Regions from separate parts of the Sus scrofa genome. Here region 2 is linked to region 1. Evidence: chromatin contacts called from public Hi-C data. All regions are on one chromosome and are shown on one strand. The core of a region is the stretch at or near the end of the contact, and the rest is flanking DNA. Distances in the headings are between cores, read along the strand shown. Region 1 holds the start of SDR39U1 (epimerase family protein SDR39U1). Region 2 holds the start of NFATC4 (nuclear factor of activated T-cells, cytoplasmic 4).

Evidence for each region. Hi-C and Micro-C count contacts between places; a contact is called where the count stands out from the background.
Region 2: a contact with region 1 is called in a Hi-C map of epiblast stem cells, with 2.8 times the contacts expected there. The contact joins the promoter of NFATC4 here to the promoter of SDR39U1 in region 1. A contact is called at or near these places in 4 of 5 promoter capture datasets (fetal liver, fetal skeletal muscle, liver and 1 more), 16 of 47 Hi-C or Micro-C datasets (alveolar macrophages, brain, embryonic fibroblasts and 11 more) and 2 of 2 datasets of contacts at active chromatin or transcription factors (alveolar macrophages and skeletal muscle).

What each region holds. Positions count from the first base shown.
Region 1 is chr7:74,849,050-74,853,769 of Sscrofa11.1, reverse strand. SDR39U1 (epimerase family protein SDR39U1) reads right to left here and starts at 2,721. Exons shown (of 6, transcript XM_013978164.2): 1 at 2,563-2,721; 2 at 2,122-2,228; 3 at 1,950-2,032; 4 at 1,457-1,578; 5 at 592-735; 6 at 1-314. The coding sequence starts at 2,713.
Region 2 is chr7:74,927,246-74,931,965 of Sscrofa11.1, reverse strand. NFATC4 (nuclear factor of activated T-cells, cytoplasmic 4) reads left to right here and starts at 2,278. Exons shown (of 10, transcript XM_013978173.2): 1 at 2,278-2,665; 2 at 3,762-4,720. The coding sequence starts at 2,566. LOC110261591 (a long non-coding RNA gene) reads right to left here and starts at 2,247. Exons shown (of 2, transcript XR_002345915.1): 1 at 1,390-2,247; 2 at 537-857.

The DNA of each region.
Region 1 (4,720 bases), core at 1,472-3,971:
CAGCATGATGGCTCGTTCCTGCCCAAAGATAGCTCGTACCACAGTGCTGGGGAAAGGGATGAAGGCTGGGCGGCCCAGGGCTGCACCCAAGGCCCGGGCAAACTCAGCATTCGTAGTGGCAGAGGCTGGAGCCACTCCGTTCAGGACCCCCTGCACGTGGCTTGCTTCAAGGGCATGGACCAGGATTCCAGCTAAGTCCCCAATGTGAATCCAGGGGAAGAACTGGTGGCCTGAGCCAATGGGGCCCCCCAGGCCCAGGCGGAAGGGCAGCAGCATGTGACCGATGGCGCCACCCCCTCGGCCCAGCACAACCCCTAGAGCAGGCAAGAAGGACAGAGAGGGCCCTCAGCCTCCAGGCAGCCCCATTCTTCCTCTCCACTTCCCCTTCCTCACTCCTTCCCCAAGTTGACCTCGCTGTGTAGCAGGTGAGGGGTGTGGTTCTCTTTGGGATGTCCCATCCTCCCATCTGTAGGTTAGCCAGAAGTGGGGGCCCCTTCTGTAAGCTCAGCTCCCTTATCCCCACATCCCCCCACCTCCCAGCCCAGAGAAGACATTCCAATCCTGTTTGACACCCAGGCCTCTGGTTCTCACCGGAACGCACCACCACTTGGCGTGTTGAATCTCCAGGAAGCCTGGCTGCAGCTTCCCATTTGGTGACGAGGTTGGAGAAAAAGTCAAAATCCCCTCCTGGGCTGTCCTCATCGTACTCCGCAGTCAGGCTGGGCTGGTAGTAAGCTGCCGGTGGAACAGCACTTGTTTGCCCTAGGCGTCCTTGGGCCCACCTGGCCTTTTGCAGTCAAGCTCCCCTTGGCTTCACCCTCTTTGGCCCTTGGCTTCTCCCCATGGGAAGACAGAGCCATGGATGTTTTTCCCTTGAGCTTCTCCATGAGCTGACCTGTACCTGCTGTGGAGCTCTTGTCTTTCCTTCTAGGACTAAGCTGAGGCTGCCAGAGTGTAGAAGCTAAGAACAAAGACCTGGGTGCCAGGCTGCCTGAGTTTTAATCTGAGCTCCATCATGTGTTAACTCTGATTTTGGGCAAATTACAAAACCTCTCTGGGCAGAACTTTGGCATCTTACATACTAATCTGCATAATAATAATTTTTATAAATTAAATATGTGAAAAATACTTAGACTAGTGGCTGGTATATATTATTTGGTCCCAAAGTTGAAATACAAGAATCAAGAATTCTGTTTCTAAAGAACTGTGCTGTGAGAAACAAGGGACTTGGAGGTAGGTGGGATTTTTCCTGGCACTGGGAACAGTGCCACTCCCCCCTCTTTCTTTGAGGGTCTCCATTTCTCATGAAAGTACACAAATGCTAGAAGAAATATGCATGGATCAAGGGCAGGTAGTTCCTGTGCTTGGAAAAGACCAGCACTCAGGCCTGAGCCACTCCTCACTGTGCACCCCTCTTTCCCTGGCTGGTCTAAAGGGTTGGTAACTTGGGGCATACCTACGCCTGTGACTAAGACCCAGGCCTGGGGAGGTTGTGGGGCCTTGGCAATGGCTGTAGCCATCATGTGCGTGGTCTCCAAGCGGCTGCTGATAACCTCTTTTTGGAAAGCTTCATTCCACCTGCAAGAGAAAACAGGGGAAATAAAACGCCTCTTAATACATGCGCACACCCTTCCCTCTCTTTCCCATCCATATCCATTTCTAGCAAAGCCCTGCATTGCCCCTTAGAGAAATGGTCAATCTCTCCTATGAAGGGAAAAGGCACGTCTATTTTGGGCATCCTGAGTTACAAGTGAGGACTAAGTTGGACGGGCTGAGTGGGAAGAAGGGCAGGTGGGTGTGGAGGGGTAGGAGTGGGGAAATGCGCAGTCCTGGAACTGGGGGGAGTTCTCAGTCTGGCAGTCCCCTTCTCCACGGCTCACAGGACCTCATCAGAGTTGGCCCTCTTCTCTCTCAGTTCTCAAGGATGTCAGCTTCAGGGCCCGGCTGACCTTCGGAGGGGGTTGAGGATGTTTTCTCCTGCCAGGTTGACAGCGGCATCGCAGGGGGGCAGCCCCGAGGAAGCCAGCTCATCCTGTTAGAGAAAGCACACATTGCCGGCGAGGCCTCGACTCGCTCCACCAAACCAGGCCTTCCCCTCATGCTTCCAGAGGCTGGACATACCCACGTGATCCGATCTAGCCCTGGCTTTCGGGAGACCAACGTCACTTTGTGGCCTTTGGCCTTCAGCATTTGGGTTAGGGCAGTCCCAATGAAGCCTGACCCGCCACCTGATCAGAAAATGCGAAGCGATTAGCCTCCCCAGGCCCCCCGCATGTGACTCCCTCCTCTGCTACCCTCCCATCTGACTCCAGGATTAACCCCTACTTGTCGCCCTCCCCGCCCCATGATGCAGAAGTAATAAGGGTCACAGGACTTAGGGAGATTGGACTTCTAGGGCTTAGAAGCCAAGGTCAGGCTGCCTGTATGCGAGACAGAGCTCTCTCTCAGACTCACCCTCTGGCTACATCTTCCTCTTACAAACCTGCCTCCTCCCACTCCCCCTTCCCCTTCCCGCCCTCCCTTACCCACTAGAACCCGCATAGCGACCGGGACCTAACGCGCCTGCGCAAGAGTTAGCCTCTGGCCTCCCCGAGGACTCCGCGACAGCCTTTTTTGCGCATGCGTTCTTCGGGAAGCGCGCTCCAATAGTGGGACGGGCAGAATTGAGACTGGGCGTGGCGACCCGGAAGGGTTCGTGGAGAAGGCTGTACATTTCATTGCAACGGGTGGCAGGGACCACAGCAAGGGAGGCGGGGAAAGGGAAATAGATGGAGGGGGCGGGGAAAGATGGGGAGGAGGCTGAGGAGGGGAGGTTTTAGTGTAGGAAAAAAAAACCGACTTAAAACCCGAAGCTGCTCCAGCTGCCGAATTCTGGTTGTCCATTCAGTCAGGTGAATCAGTAGTCCGGGAGAATCCATCCAGCAGTACAATGGATTTCTTTCTACCTGGCCTATTATTTTACCTTTCTTCTCCATTCTGGCTCCTTCCCATAGGCATTTTTTTCTTTTTCAGGCAGCACCTAAAGTATCTGTGGAAGTTCCCAAGCTAGGGGTCGAATGGCACCTTAGGCCACAGCCACAGCATGGGGCAGATCTGAGCGGCATCTGAGACCTACACCACAGCTTGCTGCAAGGCGGGATCCTTAACCCACTGAGCAAAGCCACGGATGGAATCTTCAACCTCATGGACACTAGTCAGGTTCTTAACCTGCTGAGCCACAGTGGGAGCTCCCTCATTCCTACCGGCGTTTAAACGTTCTTAAGTTCCCCTTGATTTAACTCTTCTCCAGCTCTCTTCTTTCTCTGCTAATGTCCTATTTTACTCTTCACCTTCATAGTCAAACTTAAGACTGGTGTCCATTTTCTACTTCCCACTTCATATCCATCTAGCTTCTCCTTTATCATTTATTGCCCCTCTCTCCAAGACTACCAATTTCTCATGCATCACCAAAACTTATGCCTACCTTTCAGTCATTTTTCTTAACTTCTGTATCATCGGACACTTGCTGACTCCTCCCTCCCTTTGGAAATGTCCATTTCTCCGCCTCAGTGAAAGTCACACTCTCTCTTGGGTCTTTTGCCTAGCTTTATTCAGTCTCCGTTGCTTGTTCCACCTCCTCTAAGGTCTTAAAGTGTTGATATTCCTCAAATCGGGGTCCTAGGATCTTCTCTTGCCATTCTGCACTTTCTCCCAAGCATCTACATCTGTGAATTCAGTTTCCAGTTTTTTCCCAAATCTTCTTTGCAACTATGGGAGAGCCTCAGAGCTCCTGAATCTTATAAAAACTTCCCACTATATATCTCTTCTTGGATATCTGAAACCCTATCGATTTTACTTACTAAGTATTTCTCAGATCCATCTATTTCTATGTGTGCCACCACCAATCTGCTTCAAGGTATTGTCCTCTTTTGTCTACATTTCTATAATAGTCTTTATAGGTCTCTGCTTCTGTGTGTTTCTTCTCTCCATACTGTTCCACACACTGCAAGCTGAATGACCTTTTCAAGATGTATGTGAGGAACACTACGTGGCATATATATCCTAAACACCTCTATTACAAAGTTCTTGGATATGCTGATAAAATTGAACACATCTTCATTTAAATGCATTGTTGAGTTAGCTAGAAAAATCAAGAAATCCCTAGGGACCAAAAACAAAGTGTGCCTTGGGACTAAGCTACCTGTGGGTTGTTTGTCAGGCTTTGTAACCCAGAGGTTTGGCTGACAGGAGGTGATGCCTGGGTTAGGGTGGGGGTGGGGATGGGGAGTTGTGGGAAGAGGGGGAGGAGAGTCTGCTAAATCAGATGCCTTTAGATCACAGAGGCAGGAGGGCAGAGGTCCATCGATATCCTTATGAAGGTGAGGTAGGCATCCCTTCCAGAGCTTTGTGCCCTTTATAAGAGAGGATAGACAGAGGGACAGTGTTGCGATTCCAGCAACTACTCTTTTCCTGGAGGCTGAAGAGTGGGTTCTGCCCAAGTGAACTTGCTTCCCCTCAAATGCCTAAAGTTTTTCTTCTGGGTTCTGGGGATGAGTGGGTCAACTTCTTCCTCCTCAGCTTCTCCTTTGACTTCTGATCTAGTTAAGTTAAACTGTAGATATCATAGTCTGTCTGACCCTTTGGCAGTTAAGACATTCAAATCCAAGCCAGACAACAAGACATGAGAAATTTCTGTCGGTACATATGGGTGTAGGGGCAACTGCAACTGGTGCCTTTCAGG
Region 2 (4,720 bases), core at 1,029-3,528, 79 kb before region 1:
ATGCTTGTGAAAGCGCAGAGCAGAAGTCAGTGCGCTTCCACAAACACAAGGTGAGAAAGCAGAGCTGTGTTTAGGTGTGCGCGCTAGGGGGCAGCCGAGCAAGGACAAAGGCCCGGCCGGCGAGAAACCGGACTGCGGGTAGGAGGTTGGCTGGGTCTTTGTGGCCGCCAGGGGGCAGACGTGTAGAACAACCTGAACCTAAAACTACCCTCTCTACCCCTAGCAGGACGTTGCAAGTCAGAAAACCATCACTCTGTTGCAGCCTAGGCAGATCCGAGGGTTTTCAGAGATGAGGAGATGCCCCCCCCTCCACTCCCCCCGAGGGAAGCTTGGCGCTCTAGGCCAGCTTGTTCACCACATTTAAGCTCAACAACTCTTTCCTCTGCCCGCACCCCCGGGGCCCCCACCCGCAGAGGGGAAATTGAGTCACTGGAAGGCAAAGCCAGAGTCGTCAGGGGAATGTGCGCCAACGCCAGCCCTCAGGGCCTTCCAGATGCTGGGAGGAGGGGGTGGGACCTCCAGGAAAATACACAAAGTGGGGTGAGAGGGGGAGGCGGCTGGCTGGGCAGGAGCTGAGCCAGACACATGGAGAAACGCTGCCCAGGATCAAAGGAAATATGACATTTGAAAAGAATGTGCACGTCTGCTTGTGCTGCGGAGGTGGGGCAGAGGTGGGGGGCGGTAGGGGCGGCGTGTGGTGGACCTGGGGCCACGTCGGGGTCTCTTCCCCTGCCCTTCTCGCCTGGGCTTCCCACCTCCTTCTGCCCCCCTCTTAGGTGGAGGCTTCCCGTCGGTCTCAGGATGTTCCTCGCTCTCCCCCTCCGTGGGTCTCTCCTTCCTTTATTTCCGAGATGAAGCTGGAAGGGAAATGTAACCTGAGGAGGCCAACCAAAGGAGGGGGGGGGAGAAAGAAAAATCAAACCAGGCCGCCTCCCCGCTCAGCCTCGGAACATTCTTCTCTCCCCGCCGGCCTCGCTTCTTCTCCCCGCCCCTCCGGCGTCGTGGCCCTGGGCTCGCCGCCTGGGCAGCTCCGCACGTCACTGGGGTCCCCCGGGGCTGGAGGGGTCCCCAGGGCGGGCCAGAGGGAGGACGGGAGAGAAGGGAGGGGAGCCGCCTCGGCCGCGGCAGAGCTCGGGCCCGCCGGGCCAGCCCTCCCCTCTTCCCCCGCCCCGACGAGCCTGTTTCTCATTAGAGTACGGGGCGCGGTCCCCGACCGGCTCCTGAGTGTTTGTAAACGTCTGACCCAAGGGCCAGTCGCTTAACCCTTTAGGTGCAGGCCTGGGGCACCGGTGGTGGCGCGGTCCTGAACCAGAGGGATTTGGAGTAAAAATCTCTGAGGCCTGTTAGAGAGGTTTGAAGCACACAGTCTGCCTAGGGGGAAAGGGTTACCTCTCCCCCACGAATCTCAGTCGAACCCCTTCTCATACAGCAGGGCCCCACCATGCCTGCCCTTCCTAGAAACTCCAGTTCTGTCTTTCTTCCACCTCCAGCCCAGGTGACAGGTGTCCAACCCTGGGGCCCCCCAGGTCGCTGGGCTCCGGGGCTCTGGTAAACCTGGCCGGGGTTATCAGGATTGCCGGAGCAGGATGCCATCGGATCCGAGATTCTTTCCAGACTACAGTTCTAGGGAGGAGGGAGCCGACTTCCCGTGGAGGCTAATTAATGTTCCCTCTGGGTGGCTGAGACTAGGGTAGAGGTAAAGCCCGGCCTGGATCATCGCCCATGGGCCCGTGGACCTTTGAACAGTGCCCGGAGACAGCTAAATATTCTTCACTTTTGGAAGACGGGGAGAGATGACCTGTGGAGGGGCTGATTTGGCAGAGCAAAGGCTTCCAGAAGGCCTAGTCAGGGGGGCCTAGGGCTGGGAGCTTCAGAGGAATGGCCTGCTCCTCTTCAGAGAAGCCTGGAGCCATGCTGCACTCCAGAACCGGCCTGGCCTTAGGTTTAGAGGGAAATGGGGGAGAGAGGTGGTCCTCCCTTGTTAGTTGCTGGCTGCACAATTCTCCAGAACTTTAAAAAAGGTCTTCCGTGGGTCCTCTATATTGTGGGCCCACTATGTGGCCCCTTTAAGACGCTCGGACCCAGAGCCTCTGAACTTAGGCTAAGTTGGGGATTGTGGTGGTAGCGCTCCCTGCGGGAAATGATTGTCATAACTGCGAGCCAATAGGCATCATTATGGTCGTACCACGCTTGAGGGACCGTTTTCCAATTCAGTTTTGTTCTTTTTTTTTTTTTGAGGGGGAGGGACTGGAGAGAGGACAGAGGGAAGGAGGGTGGGGGAGGACAAGGCGCGCGTGGTTTTCCCATCTCATCCCTGGAGGCGGGGCTGGAGCATCCCGGGCAGCCAATCAGGGACAGGCTGGGGGGGGCACTTTGAAGAAGTTTGGGGAAAAAAGTTTGGAAAAGTTTCTATAATAACGAGGGGGCGTCCAGAGGGAGGCGGCAGCGGCGAAGGAGGGGGCGTCTCGGAGAAGGGAGGGAGGGAGCCACCGGTCTAGAGACTGCAGCCTCCTGAGACTCCCCCCCTCCCACCCAGCCCGGGACCTGGGGGCTTTGGCCGGATCCATGGGGGCAGCGAGCTGCGAGGATGAGGAGCTGGAATTTAAGCTGGTGTTCGGGGAGGAAAAGGAGGCCCCCCCGCTGGGTGCGGGCGGTTCGGGGGAAGGTTAGTGCGGGGCTGGGAAGGGGTCTTGGGGTTCGTGAGGGACGGGCGAGGGGATCCCGAAGCTGGGGACTTTAAGGTAGAGAGCCTGGGGTGAGAGATGAGGGGGCCAGAGGTTGAGGGGAGTCCCAGGGCTCGAGGATCTGTGGAGGTGAGGCTGGGGGCCGGGCACCACTTTCTCCTTTTTAGGTCGTGACTGGGGTGGGGGTGGGGGTGCTGTTGGCTGCGCGCCGCCTCTCGCTCGGCTCCGCCGACTGTCACTGGATGGGGGCGGGCGGGAACAGCGGTCCCGAGAGCCCGAGGCGCCGCCAGGGAAAGGGAGGTTGGGCTCTAGAGGTTGCCCTTTGGGGACCGATCCCTAGGCCCGCAGCCTAGACGCCGGGGGCTGGGGGCGCTCTCAGGCCCCGCCAGGGCTCCCCTCCCCCTCCCCTGTCTGGCCGCAATGAGAGGCAGATGGCGGGGATCGAGCCGGGGGCGGCGGCCGGCCGCTCGCACGAATCCGCACAGCCTGCGCCCCCCCCTCCAACCCCGCCCTCGCCCGGCCGGCGCACTGCACCCCCTCGGTTGCACCCCCGCCCCCAGATTGGGGGGAGCGAGGGAGGAGCCACCACCACTCGTCATCACGGCCCTGGCGCCCCCCTTCCCCCGGCCACCGTTGCGATGGCAACTGGGGCTCCTGCCAGCGCCGTTTGGGGGTTTGGGAACCGCTGCTAATTGGGTTCATGTGTGAGTCGCCCCCAGCCCAGCCCAACGCTTCCCTTAAACACGCCTCCAGGCCCAGCTCCAGCCGCTCTCAACCCGCCTCCCTCACCTTAAGACCCGCCCCGTCTGGTACCCCAGGTCCCAGGGCCAGGAGCTCAGACCGTGAGGTTCCCTGAGCCTGGCGTGCGTGGATCTGTATCCACCTTCCCACGTCCAACTTTGCTTTGTCTTGTGGCTCTGAAGGGCATCTCAGAGACTCCTCTTTGCTGAGGAGGGGGTAGCATACAGGATTTGGGAGGCTGTGCACTCAAAGAACCTAGACATCTCACCTGCTTCTCTCTCTCCCCCTCTCCTGTGTCATCCCTCTCTCTGTCCCCTTCCCTTTCTATTTTGACAGAACTGGACTCAGAGGACACCCCACCATGCTGCCGTCTGGCCCTGGGGGAGCCCCCTCCCTATGGCGCCACCCCTATTGGCATTCCCCGGCCTCCACCCCCTCGGCCTGGCATGCACTCCCCACCACCCCGCCCAGCCCCCTCTCCTGGCACTTGGGAGAGCCAGCCAGCCCGGTCAGTGAGGCTGGGGGGGCCGGGAGGGAGCTCCGGTGGGGCTGGGGGAGGCCGCGTTCTTGAGTGCCCCAGCATCCGCATCACTTCCATCTCTCCCACTCCTGACCCACCAGCCACGCTGGAGGACAATCCAGATGCCTGGGGGGAAGGCTCCCCCAGGGATTACCCCCCACCAGAAGGCTTTGGAGGCTACCGAGAGGCAGGGGGCCAGGGCGGAGGCCCCTTCTTCAGCCCAAGCCCAGGCAGCAGCAGCCTGTCCTCCTGGAGCTTCTTCTCAGACGCCTCCGACGAGGCAGCCTTGTATGCAGCCTGTGATGAGGTGGAGTCTGAGCTAAATGAGGCAGCCTCCCGCTTTGGTCTGGGCTCTCCACTGCCCTCGCCCCGGGCTTCCCCTAGGCCGTGGACCCCAGATGACCCCTGGAGCCTGTATGGTCCGAGCCCTGGAGGCCGGGGGCCAGAGGATAGCTGGCTACTCCTCAGCGCTCCTGGGCCCACCCCCGCCTCCCCAAGACCTGCCTCTCCCTGTGGCAAGCGGCGCTATTCCAGCTCAGGAACCCCATCTTCGGCCTCCCCAGCTCTGTCCCGCCGAGGCAGCCTAGGGGAGGAGGGGCCTGAGCCACCTCCACCACCCCCATTGCCTCTGGTCCGGGACCCTGGCTCCCCCGGCCCTTTTGACTACGTGGGAGCCCCACCAGCAGAGAGCATCCCCCAGAAGACCCGGAGGACTTCCAGCGAGCAGGCGGTGGCCCTGCCTCGGGCTGAGGAACCTGCCCCATGCAACGGGAAG